Regions from separate parts of the Drosophila melanogaster genome. Here region 2 is linked to region 1. A link is a contact called in public HiChIP or PLAC-seq data. All regions are on one chromosome and are shown on one strand. Each heading gives the region's core, a stretch centred on a gene start, on an enhancer-like site or on the middle of the called end of the contact. The rest is flanking DNA. Distances are from core to core; before and after follow the strand shown. Region 1 holds the start of PH4alphaEFB (prolyl-4-hydroxylase-alpha EFB). Region 2 holds the start of zfh1 (Zn finger homeodomain 1).

Region 1 (2,577 bases), core at 55-2,554:
TTTCAAAAATACACGCCTAGCCATTAATCATCCAAACCAGAGTCTAATTGGTTAAGTATTTCCAATTAGACAAGAAATATCCCGCTAATAAGAGCGGCTAAATGAGGTTTGTGTCCGTGCTAAATAGGAGTCACTTCAACTGGGTTTTAATCATAGACATTTACCAGGTACATTATGTTATATATGTTATACATTTAAAAAAGGATTCTGTTATATAAAGAGTAACTTTATTACCCTTTAAAGTAATTGTATCCTCTTTACAAACAGGTTTGAAAACAGTTTAATAAACTGGTTATTTTTAAGTCACTGATTGACTACCTAATATTACTTATTCATGTAATTTGCTACTGAAATGTATAGTTAAAGGAAGAAAACAATTTGTTTCAAATCTATTGATTCCTTGCTGAACTAGGCCATCCTTTTTCGCACAGTTGGCAACGCAGTGTTTATACCCTTTGCATTGGAAGATGAAGTGCACGGGAAACGAGACCAAAACAAATGCCTACAATTGACTACGTGACTGCGGCACTTCCTTCTTTTCGCCCCCTGATCATCATTATATAAACACACCCAGACGGACGTAAAAAGTACATATACACATTGACGCCTATGCCGCACAGACTTTTTCGAGTCCAGATATTTAGAGGCTTATCGCCAGCGGAGATGGAGGAGGAGGGAGGAGCATCAGCAGTAGGAAATGGGGAATATGTGGGGGCAAAAAGCGGTCAATTGAATCGCCATGTGGTGACAACAAGTGCATATAGAATAGTATGTGAACACTCAAATCAGTTTAGTTTTTTTGTCACAGCGCAGCAGAGCATTTCTCTCTAATCAAAATCGAATATTCAATTTAGATGGCCCACATTCCCGTCATTCAAGTAAAAAGACTCGATTATTGTTATCAGTGCACGACGGATGCCGGCAGGAGGAACACGTCAGAAGTTCTAGAAAATGTATCTGTGGAATTTCTTTAATTTACCCTGTGTTTCTTATGCGAACTTGTTGCTGGATCTCAATGGATGTCAATGAAACTGGCCGCCTTCTTTGTTTACAATTCAACGAGAACACCTCGATTGCATTGCCCACCCGCACTTCGTATCTTATAGATACATTTTATGCACTCTAACTGGAAGCACACAAATCACGTTTGTTTTAGATATTTTCGTTTAGACTCGAATTTAAGGATTGTTTTCTCTGGTCCCCCGAGGAGTAAATTCCCTTTTTCACAGTTTTGACTACAAAAATATAATTTGTGTTTCTGTTTAATTCGCGTGCGCGCGCCGAGAAATACCGACTGGAACTGATTTTGTTTTGCTGCCGCCTCGAATATAGATAAATACCGACTTCCAGATCCAGAAAGAGAGAGAATTTCTGGTTTCTGTTTCGAATTTAAGAGAAGAGCACCAATTTCGAATTTCGAAGTTCAATTTAATACCACAAAAGAGAAAAAGAGTTGAAAGAGAGAAACTTGTACAGCATTGTGGATTTCATTCGAACAGCTGTTTGCGGATCGTATATGGTGGCGGGCAATTTGAATTGTAATTGGTAAAAAGGTGAAGCAATGTCAAAAGACTACTAGAACAGCCATTTCGATCAAAATTAAAAACACTTCTCCTTAGTTTCAACATAATTTGGCATCTTTTTTATTCGCGTTTGCAAAAATAAAGCTTTTCCTTCGTCACTTACAAATGGTAAATAAATACATGGATTCAGTGTTGATTTTGTTTTTGATGGGCCCTACAACTGTCTGGCCAGGAATATTTATAAAATCACTCCACACGGATATCTAATCCTAGTCCTCCTTAACGGTGAAGGAATGCGTGAGTCCCTCGTAGGGATACTTTCCGCCCAGGATGTACTTGTACTCCCCGGAATGGCGAATGCGATATTCCCCGGGAAGAGTCTGCGGACTGATGTCCCAGTAGATGTCCATTTCGCTGAAGCCCAGGATCGTATTGGTTCGGTGCCAGACCATTCTGAAAAGTAACGATTTTATTAAGTACCAACATTTATAACCTCAAGCTGGCGCTTCCTACTTGGTCTCCCAGCTGGCATCCGTATAGGCCACCTTCCAGCGATCCTCGTTGATCTTTCGCTCAATGGTGAAGTAGGTTTTCTCGGTGAAGAGGTTGTTACGCGGATTTCCGGATATGTAGGTGACCTTCACCGTCTCGTTGATGCCGTACTCCTTGTTGGGCTGCGACTTCACGTAGCCAAAGTCGGTGTTTATGGGATGTCCGTCGAAGAGAACCCCGGTGTTCAGCGATAGCATCACATCATTCATGTACGGCGGACTTGGACCCGCATCCACGGTCTCATTACGCATCATGGCCTTGGTCAGGCGTTCGAAGACGTCCATGTAAATGGAGTGGGTATGGGGACCGAAGATCGTGGAGGCGGCCTCGTAACGCTGCGCCTGGTACTCCTCCGGGGTCACCGTGTAGCTGGTGTATATGTTGGTCAGTCCGGCGATGATTACCTCGGTGTCGATGCCTCCGACGGCGGAGGCAGCTGCTCGAATCTGGTTTCGCAGACGACGTCCTGCCATTGTGGTGAACTCGCAGGGCACGGCGGCTA
Region 2 (2,577 bases), core at 56-2,555, 300 kb before region 1:
AATGGTGTTGGCCAAGTTAGCTACCTGTCGTCTGCTGTTTCAGCCTGCGCATGCGGTTTTCCTGGTCAGGGGTAGCTCTACCTGGTTCTCGGTGGGTGGAGATTACTGGCAAGGCGGCGGTGCTGTTTCGGCGGTGCCAACAAATCAAATTGAGATGTGGCTGCAATTGGTCGGCCACTGGGAGGAACAGAGAGGTGGCTATGCTATGCAATGCAGGGAATAATGCCATTATTCAAGATCGACTGGCCGACTTTCATGTGTGAAGAGCGTGATATGACCAATAGATATAAGAAATCGAATGATCTGCCATGTTAAACCGTACTAATTTTAACTATATTGTAGTTTTAGCTCATGGAAAAGGACTTTCGTAGCTGAAAACCAGCGAATGATTATAGTTGAACAACAATAAGTTCTTTAAGTTCTCAAAGCGTATAGAAGTTGCACAAAGTGACCCAGTTTTCTCTCAGTGTGCTGATCGGGCAAACTTTTTCGGTTTCGGGCTCGCTCTCTCCTTTTTGAGAACCGGAGCCCGTTCTCTGCGTAGGAGTAGGTAATGGTAATTCGAGACCTGCCTCGATCCTTACTCGCCGTTTATGAGTTTGTTTTTCTATAGCTACTCATTCTTATGATCCCCTGAAGGTGGAGACCACACATATACCCAAGATGGCGGATGGTTTCTGGGAAACTGCTAAGCTTGCATGTGGGGATCTTCAAATCGAAGCTACCGAGTCTTGGCGCGCGAATCACTTGAACACAAAGTTCTATGGCACGGCTGATTGGTGATAATGGAGGCGGTTTGCGGATGAATCACCCGAGATCTGTGCTCCAGATCCGCGTTCTGATCACTTACACTGCATGGCGAAGGGGGAGGTGGAGGGCATGCTCTGCTGAATGATGGTATCCTCTTGGCCGAAACGTGAAGACGACGGCGCCAGACAGGACAACATTTGGAATGCTTGTTGCAACACTTGCTCTACTTTGATGCGGATAGTTTGTTTGGCTAGTTGGCTAGTTGGCTAGTGGGTTCTTCTGGGCTCGGCGTTATTTCTTTCTTATAGAGCACACACGTGTTGTGGCGGCCATTTGGGCAAGGGCCTTGGGTTTTTTATCTTTCGAACATGGGAAACACTGGGATTTTTCTTCGCGATGCGCCGCTGCGAGTGTCGCGTTTGTTTTTATTTTGTGGGCGATTTCACTGATCTGCGTTCTATATCTGCGTGATTCTACTGTGTGCTGCTCAGAGTTTTCTCTGTGGGTGAGCGACGCGTGTGCTGCCGTCGCGACGTCTACGATGCAACTGAATTCAGAGTTCTAAGTTTCGAAGCATCAAGCCAAATCCGAGAACGAAACAGAGACCGACGTCCTCTACCGAATCCGTCGGATGCGAACTGTGAGTTTCGGGCGAGGGCGATACGGCGGGGTTCTACGTTTCCACGGAGAGCGAGTGAGAGAGGGCGGCGCTGTTTGTGTGTGTGCTCCGTGCCACCACCAGCATAATATAACGGTGTAACGGTTCACCGTTCCGATGTACGAGGTGATTCGGGCGGGGGTAGTGTGGTTGGTGCTCTAATGCTCTGATGGGTGGTGTGTTGGTGGTGGTGCCAGAGAAGCGAGAGCGCTTCATTCTTAACATAACAGCTCTCTGTTATCGCATATCGTAAATGTTAAGCGCTGTTAGTGCCGCTCCTCTCGGTTATCCCGTGACGTAAGCACTACGTAAGGGTGGCCTCTTTTGTTCATCGTGCTGCTCGTAAACATATGGCCGTTATGCGGGATTTGACTATATTAACATTTGCACAAAATTTCGTTTTTATTGATAAAGCGACTTATGAGTCTTTCCATTAACTTTTCCGCCAACCGTCAAATTTATTTCGGTGTTATTTTATTAATACTCTGTGCTGCTGGGTATCAATATTAAAGTGTAGAGCTTAAGTGATTTACATATTTAATTGTTATAATTAGGAAATATTTTTAATAAACAGTTTAATACTCAACAATAAATAGGAATTATCTGAAATTCCCAGAATTGAACAGCAATAAGATAGTTTAATTATATACTTGTATTATAATTTTTTAAGTCTTTCCGGTAAATCAAGTTTATGACAAAATATTCCCCGTGTGGGAATTACACACATATGTATGCATATCGCTATGATTAATTCCCCACTCAAGAAAGCTTTCGATCGTTTTTCTTTCGGGTAAATTTGGCGGTGCGAGATAAAGGGGATTTCTTTTTTCCAGGGAATCCCTTAACCCTTTCCTGGCCACATCGCTGCGTTAACGGACAAAATCATTTGCACTTGCGATTGCAAAATTTCCTCTGCTGCGATTTCCGAGTAAGAAATACCGAAATCGTTCCGCGATTGCCACACATTAATGACATCGTTTGCTGATGGGCGAGTTCTTGAGAATGTCCATCAATGGACACGTCTACAAAATGACAGAAGAACAGAGATCCAAGAGATCCCGGACAACCGAAGAATTCTAACGAAGAGAGCAGAATGCGAGTGGCTTGATTCTTTGGCTCCATCAACAAGTTTTGGCGGCCCCTTGGGATGTTGCTTTTTTTGTACTTTA

Evidence for each region. HiChIP or PLAC-seq counts read pairs in DNA pulled down with a chosen protein or histone mark.
Region 2: a contact with region 1 is called in an H3K27ac HiChIP or PLAC-seq map of the Kc167 cell line, with 7 times the contacts expected there. The contact joins the promoter of zfh1 here to the promoter of PH4alphaEFB in region 1. A contact is called at or near these places in 5 of 107 Hi-C or Micro-C datasets (the Kc167 cell line, the ML-DmBG3-c2 cell line, the S2 cell line and 1 more) and 2 of 6 datasets of contacts at active chromatin or transcription factors (both in the Kc167 cell line).

The regions. Positions count from the first base shown.
Region 1 is chr3R:30,464,777-30,467,353 of dm6, reverse strand. PH4alphaEFB (prolyl-4-hydroxylase-alpha EFB) reads right to left here and starts at 1,304. Exons shown (of 9, transcript NM_170492.2): 1 at 980-1,304. CDase (Ceramidase) reads right to left here. Exons shown (of 6, transcript NM_001276180.1): 5 at 2,037-2,577; 6 at 1,618-1,976. The coding sequence ends at 1,793.
Region 2 is chr3R:30,764,654-30,767,230 of dm6, reverse strand. It overlaps zfh1 (Zn finger homeodomain 1), which reads right to left and starts at 1,305. Exons shown (of 5, transcript NM_170522.4): 1 at 851-1,305. The coding sequence starts at 947.